2 separate regions of the Sus scrofa genome follow, and region 2 is linked to region 1. Evidence: chromatin contacts called from public Hi-C data. All regions are on one chromosome and are shown on one strand. The core of a region is the stretch at or near the end of the contact, and the rest is flanking DNA. Distances in the headings are between cores, read along the strand shown. Region 1 holds the start of USP13 (ubiquitin carboxyl-terminal hydrolase 13). Region 2 holds the start of FXR1 (fragile X mental retardation syndrome-related protein 1).

Evidence for each region. Hi-C and Micro-C count contacts between places; a contact is called where the count stands out from the background.
Region 2: a contact with region 1 is called in a Hi-C map of skeletal muscle, with 7 times the contacts expected there. The contact joins the promoter of FXR1 here to the promoter of USP13 in region 1. A contact is called at or near these places in 2 of 5 promoter capture datasets (fetal liver and liver) and 1 of 47 Hi-C or Micro-C datasets (skeletal muscle).

The regions. Positions count from the first base shown.
Region 1 is chr13:117,695,623-117,702,693 of Sscrofa11.1, reverse strand. It overlaps USP13 (ubiquitin carboxyl-terminal hydrolase 13), which reads right to left and starts at 2,614. Exons shown (of 21, transcript XM_021071212.1): 1 at 2,258-2,614. The coding sequence starts at 2,425.
Region 2 is chr13:118,834,984-118,842,054 of Sscrofa11.1, reverse strand. FXR1 (fragile X mental retardation syndrome-related protein 1) reads right to left here and starts at 2,741. Exons shown (of 18, transcript XM_021071238.1): 1 at 2,688-2,741; 2 at 2,445-2,534. The coding sequence starts at 2,495.

The DNA.
Region 1 (7,071 bases), core at 1,365-3,864:
AAAAAATATTCACACTTTACGTGTTTGTGCATGTGATTTACCTGGCATAAAATGCTGGTCTTCTATTTATTTCTATCCATCTTTATCTATGACCATTTTCAAAAGTATTCAAGGCAAGTATGACTATTTTCTCCACTCAAATGGCTTTGCCCTTTTCTCTACCACAGTCCTATGGCACTGATGGATTAAAGTCTCTGCTGTGTTTGTCACCAATAGATTTTGTTCTTACAGCCATGCATGTATGAGTTGGCACATAGTACGTGCTCAAGAACACTTATGGGATTCATGATGAAGTGTTAGGTAAGTACCATTGAGAAAGGTCTCAAATTATCATGCACTGTGCTTTAATATAACTTGTTATAAAACCTTTCTCTTCCTCCCTTGAAACACAGATAAAGAAATACACTGATTCATCAGCCTTGTAAATAAGCCCAGTTTTCCCCCAAGGAACTACTGTGAATGAAATCATCAGTTTACACTGGACAAGATGCTTCTAGAACGTTTGGCATGCAGTAAGCTCCCAATAACTATTTGTGGAAGTAAATTAAAATAATCAGATTTTTTCCCTACCTGCCATACACTATATACAGTGAAAAAGACTTTCAATAACAAAGTTTGTAAGAAGCATTTTAAGAGTAACCCAGATCAAACATAGAAAAAAAGCAGTCTTACCCACTTCAGACGTTGTGCTATCCTAATGTACCTTATCCACTTTCTTTCTGGAGTTCACATTCTACCAATAGCTTAAGTTTGTTAGGGTTATCCCTCTCCACCGTCAGAAGCTATTAGTAGGAACCTGCCCAACATTGGACATAAAATCTGAAAATGGCATTTTCAAATACTTTGTGGATAACAGGACTGAAAGACTCTGTTGACAGTCACATTAAGCAGTGTGATCACAATATGTGAAATATTAAATTTGTTTTTATTAAATGAAATTAACCATTTTATTCCACTCTACACAGACTTTTTTGAAAGAAAAAAAAAAGTGAAGAACAAATAAGTGAGATTTTTTATCCCCAAAATGATCTGGAATTGGCATAAAAAAATTAAATGTCACAGAGAGGATACTAACTCTGGGACTCCAATGTGTACAAAACAAAAAAGCTGTGAAATCAGTCAAAATCAACTCACAAAATAATAATGAATACTTTGGAACATTTTGCCACCATTGGGTTTTTTTCTTTTCATCCAACAATACAAAACATGAGTAAAATGTGTTAGACTATTGTTGTGAAACCTGTCTCAGTCCTTCCAATCCATGCACCTCCTGTTTGCATTTAGATCTGCCGGGTGACACATGAGCTCTAAAGTGGGTGGATAAAAATAACCTGGTCCTCAAAAAGACATGATAAACGCCAGACAGCTGAGTCACTTTGATGCCCATTTTGACTCCTGAAAGGGACATTCACCCTCCTTTTCCTTTTCACACATACACATGCAACCTAGTGAAAAACACCACCAACCGCCCTGGGTGGAAGGCGGTGATGCGTCTTCACTCCCCACTCCAGTCTCTGAGGTCACGACTCGCGATTGAACTTTTAATAATTTATACTAGTGCATTTCAGTCAAACTAATTCGTTCAGAGGAGGAAGGGGACAGGCTTAAGGAAACCGTAATAATGCAGCAGACCCCTATTTTGCTGCCCAAGTGGAAGCACCCAAAGGTGTCTTCTGACATTCTGACGGAAAGAAAAGGAGTGGGGAGAAATTTCAAGTGGAGGGAGAAACGCTCAGAGAGGAAATCATAATTGTCCAGGAGTGGGAATCCCTGGGCAAAGCAAACGGTCCCAGAAAAAGAAGGGCTGCATTCGTTCAGAGGGAATCAGTCCGGTCCACCTACCAGCCCTTCGCTCTCCCACCAAAGAGAACGCAAACCGTCTGCAGCGTACACTTAAGATCAGGGAACTCTTCGATTCGATCTACGTTTCAAACGTCGGCGGGGCTTGGGTCAGGCTGCTACGAATCCGGGCCCTGTCAGCCTAAGGTTGGAGAAGCAAACCTTCCCAGGTGCCCAGTCTTCGGCTGAGGAGCCTTGGGAATGCAGTGCGCAGCACCTAGTAGACACTAAGTGTTTGCAGAACCGCCGTGCCTCTGGGCCAACTCTGCCGCCCAGAGGAGGAGGTCCCCGGCTGCCACTGCGCATCTTCTCCCCCCAGCTTCACGTGCAGGAGAGTTCGGCTGCTCGCTGTTGCCCCAGGCCGCCTGCACCGCCACCCTCCCGCTAGGCGCCGCCGGCGCCGCCGAGCCTCACTTACGGGAGAGTCGTAGGAGAATGCGCACTCGTTCTTGTAGACTCGGTCCCCGGACCTGGGCACGCGGATCGTCGGCATGTGGGGCACCAGCAGCTCGCCGATGTCTCCTGCAGCCATCTTCCTGCTGCTGCTGCCGCCCGGCATGCCGAATAGGGCGCCCCGGCGCTGCATGGCCGCGGCGCGCACCGGAGCGGAGCTGAGCCGAGCTGGAGCGTTGGGTCTGCCCGCGGCTGCGGCGGGCTGCGCGGGCGACGGGAGCCGAGCCGGGGCGGGCAGGGAGAGCGGGCCGCGGGGCGGGAGCGGGCACCCGGGGCCTGGGGCGGGCTGGCCAAGGGGACGCTGCTATTTTTAATCCAATGGCGAATCGCCGGCCCAGCTGCAGCGTCAGGCGGGGCGTTCGGGAGCGCCAGCCGCAGCGCGCGGGGAGGGGGCGCTGGAGAGGGGCCTCGAGCAGTGGCCGCGCTAGGAGCGGGGGTGGAGGGCGAGCCCCGGCGGGCAGACTCGGGAGTCGTGAGTCGGACTTGAGGCACAACCGCAGTGTTTTCTATTCTAAATCGCTAGGTTGCAAAGGGACATCTCCGAGGCAGCCAACACAAAGAGCAGGGTTTGAGGTTTGAAAAACCGCTAGCTTTTAAAAACAGCCGAAGATAACAGCGGGGACTACTCCCGAGTGCACTCGAGGTGCAGATCGGGAACCCAAGTTGGGCCCAAATCTAAATTTGTGATTTGCATTTCGGTGTTAATTTCACTAAGGCTTGTTCCACACTTTTTTTTTTTTTTTTTTTTTGGTCTTTTTGTCTTTTTTTGTTGTTGTTGTTGCTATTTCTTGGGCCGCTCCCGCGGCATATGGAGGTTCCCAGGCTAGGGGCTGAATCGGAGCTGTAGCCACCGGCCTACGCCAGAGCCACAGCAACGCGGGATCCGAGCCGCGTCAGCAACCTACACCACAGCTCACGGCAACGCCGGATCGTTAACCCACTGAGCAAGGGCAGGGACCGAACCCGCAACCTCATGGTTCCTAGTCGGATTCGTTAACCACTGCGCCACGACGGGAACTCCTGTTCCACACTTTTTTTAACATCTAAAACTCACTAAAAGAGAATAAAATAGGATCCAGTAAGGACAGATGTATGTTTTATCAGTAATACTGATTGTTATTAACGTATGGGGCAGGAAGTGTCAAGATTATTTTCGGGGGCACGGAAATTTTACATTTTTCTCTATCTTTCAGACGTCTTCCGCGAGATTTGGTGTCAATCATTCAACTTACTGATTTGGGATCTTACGTGCAGACATACATCTTCCCTGCCTTGCAAGTCCAGTTACTCAAAATAAAAAATAAGTGGGGTTATGTGGGGGGGGGTGTGAATAATCTGCAAACAGAGCATGTTCTCATTTTCTCCCAAAAATTCTTAAAACAAGATTCAATTCCATTGAGGTTCTCTAACTACACCCAACCTAAAGAACAGAGTACCAGTGATAAGTGCCAGTTAACAGAGAAATAGTGAATCAAAACACTGATTTCTGGGAGTTTTCTCGTGGCTCAGAGGGTTAAGGATATGGAGGTGTCACTGCTATGGCTCTGATTACAGCTGTGGCTGCGGGTTCGATCAGGAAAGGATGATACCTGGAATTTGATGTGAGATAGATGGATGAGCCCTTTCTTGCCCCGCTCTTTTAAATTTCCATACCTCAAGCAAGGGTCAAGCACATCACCTGTCTATGTAACTCACAATGCTATCTATGGAATAGGAGAAGCAGAGACACAAAAGCAAAAAATTCAACACCATTGCTACCCTCACCCTCTAGTAGTATCTGTGCCTGTTTCAGTTTCATGGATGAAGTTTGTCTAATAACAGAGAAAAACTTGATTCGGAAGCATTCAAAACTTAAAATTTTAAATATTTTTAGATTAAATGCAGATTAAATCAAGACACCCTTTTTCATTCTTCAGACTGACACAGATATATTGAGTTGGACCACGTTTGGGAAATAGGCCCTCATATTCATTGTCGTTGGGAATAAAAGCAGTGAACCTCATTGGAAGGAAATTTAATAATACCAACCTTAATTTAATATGCATATTTTGTTTTCCCCAGCAATTCTTCATCTAGACATTTATGCTACAGATAAATTTATACTGTATAAGGAGATTTGTTGGAACATTGTTTATAGTAACAAAAGACTGGGAACAGCCTAAAAATCCATCTATAGGAAGGGGTTAAAATACAGTACCATTGAAAGAATGAAGCTTTCTGGGAGTTCCCGTTGTGGCTCAGCAGTAACAAACCCGACTAGTATCCATGAGGATGCAGGTTTGAGCCCTGGCCTCGATCAGTGGGTTAAGGATCTGGTGTTGCCATGAGCTGTGATGTAGGGGTCACAGATGTGGCTCAAATCTGGAGTGGCTATGGCTGGCTGTGGCTGTGGCCAGCAGTTGTAGCTCCAATTCGACCCCTAGCCTGGGAACTTTCATATGCTGAAGGTGTGGCCCTAAAAAGCAAAAAAAAAAAAAGAGAGAGAACAATCTCCAAATCATATTCCTGGATGAAAAAGCCGAGCACAAATCAGTGTGTAAAAGCAAGGTACACATGCGAGGCTAAGAATGCGCAAGGTGCTCTGGCACATCTTTCTAGTACACCATGGGCCTTCCTTCCAGGTGGTTGTATCTGTGCTAAATTTTTTTTTTTTTTCTTTTTAGGACCACACCTTCGACACATGGAGGTACCCAGGCTAGCGGTCAAATCAGAGCTGCAGCTGCCAGCCTACACCACAGCCACAGCAACATAGGATATGAGCATGTCTGCTACCTATACTACAGCTCTCAGCAACACCAGATACTTAACCTACTGAGCGATGCCAGGGATGGAACCCACATCCTCGTGGATACTAGTGGAGTTCGTTATTGCTGATCCACAACGGGAAATCCCTGTGGTAAATATTTTTAATGTTGCCCCTAGATACCTATAGATATCATTATCAATATCTATAGATGTATGCAACATTAGAGATAGATAAGTGCTTGTTTGGCCTTAAGCATCTGCAAGAACACACAAGAAATTACTGACAGTTGGGCTCTATTGAGAGAAACTCACAATGCCTGAGTTTAGATAAAAATTTCTACTACTCTTTACCTTTCTATACCATTTACATCTTATTATTATATATAAATATTGTTTTTAAAAAATGATTAAAACTTGGGGTTCCATCATGGCTCAGCAGTATTGAACCCCATTAGGATCCATGAGGATGTGGGTTCCATCCTGGCCTTGTTCAGTGGGTTAAGGATCCAGTGTTGCCATGAGCTATGGTGTAGGTTGCAGATGAGACTCGGATCCCAAGTTGCTGTGGCTGTGATGTAGGCTGGCAGCTGCAGCTCCAATTAGACCCTAGCCTGGGAACTTCTATATGCTGTGGGTGCAGCCCTAAAAAAAAAAAAGTAATTAAAACTCAAATGTAAAAACAATATAAGTTCAATAACCAGTAATAGTAATAGAAGTTGAAGACAATTACTGTATCACTATAAAAATACTTTCCAACTTTTTTCATGCAATAGCACACTTGGAAAATGATAATATTTGTACAGCCCACTGAAGTAATTTGTCAAGGATGCCTCATGCAGCCTAAGGCCACTAATCTGGGAAGCCCAATCACTGCAAGCCCTACCCTCAGCCTCCCAGGGACCAAAGAGATCTCATCACACCTGAATGCCGTCTCTGCACACCAGAATGTCAATGGCAAAACAAGGAAAAGTGGAAGTTCCCGCTATGGCAGATAAGGTTAAGGATCCTGATTTTTTCACTGCAATAGCTTGGATTGCTGCTGTGACACGGTTTCAATCCCTTGCCCAGGAACTTCCACATGCTTCAGGTGCAGCCAAAAAAAAAAAAAAAAAACAAACAAACAAACAAAAAAAAACCCCCAATGTTCTAATACAGTTGTAATATGTTAACTGAACATATTTACAATACTTATATAATATTATTGCAACTGGGTAAAAATAAAAATCCATTTTGACAAGGCTGGAAAGATATGTAAAATTTAAATAGTTTTGTTTAAATTTGGTTATACGATTTTGTTTCTATTTTCAAAATGTCTTCTACAATGTTATGCTTGTTTTATAACATAAAAATGCATTAAGAATAAAGCTAATAGGAGTTCCCGTTGTGGCGCAGTGGTTAACGAATCCGACTAGGAACCATGAGGTTGCAGGTTCAATCCCTGGCCTTGCTCAGTGGGTTAAGGATCCAGTGTTACCGTGAGCTGTGGTGTAGGTCGCAGACGAGGCTTGGATCCTGAGTTGCTGTGGCTCTGGCATAGGCTGATTAGACCCCTAGCCTGGGAGTCTCCATATGCCACGGCCGTGGCCCTAGGAAAAAAAAAAAAAAAAAGAAGAAGAAGAAAAAAAAAAGCTAATAAAACTTCACTGAATTAAGACAATGTCTTAATCATGCCATTTTAGGGAAAAAATTCTGGTTCAATTACTAGAACTTTTTACTTGATTTTGCAATGTACAAATTTATAACTAGACTATTTTACTACTGGGCCAGTTTTTGCATGTGGCTTTTGAGCAAAGAGCTGGAATAAAGTGATAATGGGTAAGCAATTTTAACTTACAACATAAATTCAAAGTCCTACGGAAGAGATTTCAAAGAACTGACTTTTTTTTTTTTTTTTTTTTTTTGCTTTTTGGGGCCACACTCACAGCATATGGAAGTTCCCAGGCTAAGGGTCCAATTGGAGCTATGTCTGGCTGCCAGCCACAGCCACAGCCACAGCAACTTGGAATCCAAGCCCTGTCTGTGACCTACACCACA
Region 2 (7,071 bases), core at 1,492-3,991, 1.1 Mb before region 1:
TTAATCTCAATAATTCATGTAGCTAAAAATAAAGTGCTTTTGCAATGGGCCAATTTTTTTCCAAGTGGACAGTTTCAAGGGATAAAAAATATTGCAGACTACTGAATTACTTCAAACCCCTCATTTCACAAAAAGAAAATAGGCCCGAGGAGACTGTTCAGCAGTACATTGCTAAATAAGATTAAACTGAAGTAGAAACCTAGAATTCCTATTTGTTTAAATTTAAATGCACAGCTCCTTCCACTTCACCATCTTCACTCTCCCAGAGCTCTGAAGACCACAGTTTTCACATAGTGCATGTATAGATGGATTATGGCAAAACAAAATTCCAAACATCCAAGTGCTCTCTCAATAGACACAACTGTGGTCTTTCCTAACCTCTGCCAACGAAACATCTTACTTTGTTAGGCAAAAACGGGTAATGGAATCAAAACCTAAGAATCAAACAGAATTGCACAGTATGGACAGGTATCAACAACAAATACTTTAGAGTTCCAAAATGGGGATATTTGATTTGTGAACTGACAAAAACAGAAAAAATAGAAAAAAAAAAAAAAAACCTATGAGAAACCAAAGTAAGATGGTAATCTTCACTAAAACTTTCAAACTGATGATCTTATTGAAGCTTTTAAAATAAAAAAAAGCATATGCATAACAAGTGATCAACATAAATATAACCATCTTTGCTATAAAGAAATGGTGTTGCATCTATCTACACATGCTGAACATAATTTGTTACGGCAAATAACCCTTTTCTGTTTCAATATGCCAGGAAAAAATTCATACCTCCATTATACAAGAACTGTACACAAAAACTGAATAGACAATGATGCAAAACTAATGAACCTTATCTACCTGACAAAAAAAGTATGGTAATCCCATTCTATGTGCACTGTGTCACAACACAACTGTGTCTGCCTTGCTCAGAGAAGGCAACCATTAGGTTTAAAAACAGCAGTTAAAGTGTCCAATTTTTAGGTAGGCCTTTTGTCTGATACTAAGTTTTAAACAGATACTGATAAGGTATAACTAGTCACGCATTAAAGTACTCTTCCCCACCAAGCAGTCACCGTTTTTACTTTATGTTAACCACGTAAGGAGATTTAAACTCGTAAAAAGCCTAGGGAGATCCTTTTAGACGTCAACTCTGACTCCCCACTATGCTGTTACCACGTGACAGCTAAACCAATTCCACACAGCTAATCAGTAAACTAGGAGAGTAAAAACAAGGCTGAAAATAGCAAATTACGACCACCTAATAAAATCAAACTCCGCGGGAGATCAAAGGTACGCTAAAACGAATTCATTCTGCGTACTCACAATACTCCTGTATTAGGAGAAGGCCCTTCATAAAAATAGCCAGGACTCTCAAACATTTGAGATGCTGGCTTAGTGAGGTTGACTGACAGACAACAGCTGGGGAGATTTTGTATTGATCTTGTAACACCCTAACACACTTCAGAAGAAAGGGAGAATAGGGAGAAAGGACCGTTATAACAGCAAAACTAATCTGCAAAGATTTCATTTTCAGTTATGTGACCCCTACACTATAAGCCCCTACTAAATTCCTCTACTCTCGAATTCTTTTCCGTTTTCCAGCTCGGATCCCATAGTAATGCATCGCCTTCCTTCCAATGAAAACAAACAAAAACCTCGTGGGGCGGGGGGCGCAAAAATCAGTATCTCCTCCTAAATATACTGAGTAACTGATAGTCACCTCCCCACCTGTCTCCTTGATACAGTTCACGTTTTAAACCTTAAAGCCTAGAACCCTCTCCTTTTCTTTCGTTATAAGGAGCTAAGGCGCCGCCCAATTTCCCAGGCCGCAGAAAATATTCCTACCCGCCACATTTCAAGGTTTTCTAGCTTTATCTTCGATCCTAACTCTCAACCCGGTACCCGCTCCCCCTTCAGACACTCAAGTTTATTAGCCCAAAACCCTAGTACAAAGGTGAATTCCTGAGATTCCGCGAGGCGCCCCCCATGGGGGTGGGGAAGGGTCGGAGCAGCGGGCAGAGGCGCTTCCGCTCGGCCCAGTCCGAGGGGCGGGGGAGCCGCTGTGACCACACAATCCCACCACCTCTTTTCACGACCCCCCCACCTCCCGGCGCTCGGGCCTGCTCCCAGGGAACTCCCTGCCGCCCTGCAGCCACTCGGCTCCTCCTCACCGGCCAGCCAACGGCCGCACTATCATCCAAGAAGAAGGTTCAGAAGTGGGAATACGCAAGAGATGTCCGAAGTGTTGTTTCAAAACATAACGGAGCCCGGGCCCCCGAGACCGTTAAACCGCGGGTGGAGGGGGGAGAAGCGACGAACCCAGAGGCCTCGGGCTTTGGCCTAGCCGCACTTTTCGACCCCACACCTCACTCTCCCGAACCACCAACCCACTCCCAAACCTGCCCTAGGCCGCAGAAGACCAGACAAAGCGGCAGAAGGGTTGGTACCTTGTAGAAAGCCCCGTTGGAGCCGCGAACCTCCACCGTCAGCTCCGCCATGTTGGAACCGCAAAGGCCGCTGGGAAGAGATTCTAGAAACTTTCCAACCAGAGGGGAGGAGGAGGGCGGGGCGTGAAGGAGGCAGGGGGAGGGGCGGGGAAAACAGGGCGGGGACTGGGATCCCCCGCCCCACACCCCTGGGGTCTCACCGCGCCGCCCAGACTCTCCCAGTGGGATCCCTCAGTTTCTTACATCACTTGCCCGGGGCTCCGCCCGCCCGCCGCCAAGCCCCGTCCTTCTCCCGACACAATCGCTTGGCCTTTGCTGACCCGCCCCTACGTCCCCGCCCCGTGTCCGCAGTTTGCCCGCCCCAGACGTCGGTACTTCCAGCCGCAAGAAGTGAACTTCTGGAGCGCCGCCAGCCCCACGCTTTTGCATTCCGTTGGCTTCGGACACCCTGCCCTGCAACTTCCTTGAGTGCTAGTAGCCCTGGAGAGCAACTCTAGGGGCTTCCAGACGCCCACTACCACAAACTTTAAGAGGACGAGGGAGCCTAAAAATGTACATACTATGTCGTCTAAATTCGTCTCGCTCTTAAAAAAAAAAGAAATCGGTGGTCTCCTGACTCAAATTCCACAGTTCCACACCTCCTTACATTCATTGTTCGAGCCAGCCCTCTCCCCACCTGTTAGCACTTTAGTTGTTTAAAAAGTCAAACTAAGTAAAGTTCAGCTTAGATGGGCTCACAATCCGCAGCAGAGTTTAGGAGGTAATGCTCATTATTAGAAGTAATCAAAAAAATTCGACAAAGCCGGACACCACATTTTCCCCTACTGCAACGCGTGCGAACTTCCACAAACAGGATCAAACCCGAATTAACTGTTTTGTCAGAACCTACACCAACACAGTAAGTGATATTATGGAGATACTTTGAGTACCTATCTTATTAATCCTGAAACGTTTTCCCAAAGCAAGGCCTTTGGAAATAATACCAGAATTATTCTTTTCCATGTACTGTATTACCATTTTGACAGAAAAACTCTAGAAAAGAATGCTTTGCTTTAAAGGAAATGCCCACTTGCCTAGTCCTAGCCTTTTCTGGGGAAAGCTACTGGAACACTAAGAACCTAAGATTTTGATCAATTTTGTGACACCAAATTTAGTTGGAGTTGTCTTAATAAAATCTGATATGGAAGTATGCTATAATCATTTTAAATAATTTTAGGAATTTTCCCTCCTGGCGCAGCGGAAACGAATACAACTAGTACATAAGGACTGGGGTTTGATCCTTGGCCTCAGTGGGTTAAGGATCCAGGCATTGTGGTGAGCTCAGGTGTAGGTTGCAGACCAGCTCAGATCCTGTATTGCTGTGGCTGTGGTGTAGGCCTGCAGTTGTAGCTCCAATTCAGCCCCTAGCCTGGGAACCTCCATATGCCGCAGGTGTGACCCTGAAAAGACAAGAAAAAAGAAAATAATTTTAATTTGACTAAATTGAAACTATAGCTTTTCTTCCTCGAGACAGATTTAGAAAGTCTAAAATAACATTTAATATTTCAACCAACAGTTTTTAAAACAGATTGTGCCATATTTTAAATAGCTAATGAAAGACTCAGGAGTCATAAAATATTTCAGCTTTTGTTCCATAGGATCTTTGATTTATCACAATACATTATCAGACATTGAGTATAAGAATTAATATAAAAGAAAACTGCATTAAACCAAACTGTTGAGTTCAGTTATCTTATATTGTAGTGTACCTTAATTTATTTCTTAAGATATAGGCAACCCAGGATGACCGAAGAAGGAAACTATACTGGTATTACTCTGCAAATCACAGAGAGCCTCATTCCACCCTAGGCCATTACCTAATGTAAAGTTGAAGCACAAAGGACTAAATTACATCCCCACTTGAAGAATAATTAATAATAAGAGTTAAGAGCATGGGCTCTGAATATGGATTGCCCATTTGAAATCCAAAAGAAGTCTGTCATTTTCTAGTTTGGACTCTGTATGGGAGAGAAAAATTTTTATTAATGTTTTGCCACAAAGATTTTAGGTTGTTTAGAATAGCAGTTAGCATTAATTAATCTGATAAATGGGAGTTCCTGCTCTGTCTTGGGAGCGCTGGGACCCATGTTGGATGCCTATCCAAGCACAGTGGATTGGATGGCATGCTGCAGTTGAGGCTTAGGTCTCCATTGCCACTAGGATCTGATCCCTGGCCCAGGAACTCCATATGCCTTGGGGCAACCAAAATCAAAAAAAAAAAAAACAAACAAACAAAAAAAACAGCAACAAATCTGACAAATGCATATCCCTACTTTAGTACTTATATCAAAATAAATTCTAGTTGGAACAAAGATTTAACAGCAAAAATAATCATTAAAATAGTACAGGTAAATATGGGTAAATTTTAAACTATTATTTAATTGTTTCTGCCATAATAAAATGCCCAGAAACCAATGGGGAAAGACTTGTAAATTTGAATCCAAAAACACCTAAAACTAATCAAAGAAAAAAAATTACCATAAACAATATCAAAAGTTAGCCATGAGTAAAAATTACTAAATTCCTTACTAAATAAAGATCTCTTACAAATCAAATCATAAGGAAGCACAAATAATCCCACAGAAAAATGGACAAAGAAGATGAACAGTTGACATAAAATTAAATATAAATTAAAACAGTAAAAATGCTCACAGCTAAAACTATCAACAAAAACATACATATTAAAACATCATTTAGATAACAATTTTTATCTCCTTGAATGATAAAGGTTTAAAAGTTTCATGAAACAAGTGTTAGAAAAAATTTGGAAAATGGCCATGTTGATACACGAATATGTAAATTGGTTAAACCTCTATGGAGACATTTTTTTTAAAGGTATCAACATTTAAATTAATCATACCACTTAAGGTAGCAATTCAATTTACACAAATTTATCCTACAGATACACTCAATAAATTTACAGGATTGTTTATAAGGAATTTTCATGGATGGAAGGAACTCACAGTCACAATAAAGGAAAAAACAAATGAAAGAGGAAAGGAAATAAAAGCCAGCAAGAGCCTAAGTTAATCCTTAATAGAGTAGTAATTAAGACAAGTTTACCCATAAAATGGATTAATATGCATTCATTAAAAGGAATGGGAGAGGGCCAGAGTTCCCAGATAGTGCAACAGGCACTAGGACATGGCAGTAAATTCACAGAAGTGCCTCAAGATATTTTACATTTTTTAGGTAAACACAGTGATGCTTGACACCTGTTGGACATTGTGCACGCTGCTATCTCAAGGTAGTTCAGTTTCAATATTATATCATGCTACATCAATTGGTGATTTCACATCTCTGCAAGCATGGGTTTTCAGCAATTAATGTAACAATAAAACAAGAATCAATTTGGAATAGGAAATGAGGCAATGTCCACTGTGATTCCAAGAAAGGTGTGTAGTGACCATGGGTAGCACATCCCATTAGCAAGAAATTGGATTAAGAATGAAATTAAAATATTTTTTCTATTAGTTTAGACATTTATTTTCACATGTGTATTAAATTGTTATGACATGGAGTTCCCTTTGTGGCACAGCAGAAATGAATCCAACTAGTATCCACAAGGATGTGGGTTGTATCCGTGGCCTCTCTCAGTGGGTCAGGGATCCAGCGTTGCCATTAGTTGTGGTGTAGGTCGCAGGCTGGGCTTGGATCTCAAGTTGCTGTGGCTGTGGCTTTCTCAGGCAGCTGTAGCTCCAATTTGACCCCTAGCCTGGGAGCTTCCATATGCCACGGTACGGCCCTAAAAATATAAATAAGTAAACTGTTATAACATAAATGCTTCATAAAGTTTAACATCTAACCACTTAATAAACAGAATCGTTGGGTATTTATTTGGGTAAGGTACTGAGTACTGAGATACTAAGAATACTATAAAGCAAGAAAGTTTGGGAACCTTGAAAGTAAGTACAGTCAGGATTTTCCACTGTGCTGTGACAGGGTGAGCAGCATCTCCGGAGCGCCAAGATGCAGGTTCGGAAGCAGGTTTGATCAGACCCCAGTAGAATGGGTTAAGTATCTGGGGTTGCTGTTGCAACAACAGCATAGGTCTCACTAGCCACTTGGGTATTATCCCTGGCCATGTAACTCCACATGCCAAGAGGCAGCCAAAAAAAGAAGTACATTCATATGTGCAAATATGGAAAACTCTTCCACATGTATTATTAAGAGAAATAAGCTGCAGCACAGTTTATTTATGCGAGGGGGGAGAATTGGTTTTTCATGCATTTTTTTGTTACTTTTTTCTTTCATGTACATGTATTAACTTTTATAATTTTTTTTAAAGTGAATTTTTTAAAATAAAATGCCATGTCCCTCAAAAAACAATAATCGAGTTCTCTTGTGACGCAGCAGGTTAAGGATCCAGCATTGTCACTTCAGTACCTTGGGTCCCCGCCCAGGGAACTAACTTCCACATGCCTAGGGTCCAGCCAAAAACAAACTAACAAAAATCCTAACAATCAAATATCAAATGTCAAGGTTCTTACTTGTATATGGTAAGGTATTTAAAATTTATGTGATTTTTTATCTTGCCTCATAAAAAACAAATTGCCTCTAAATTTAAGATTTAGAGGCTTAAAACACC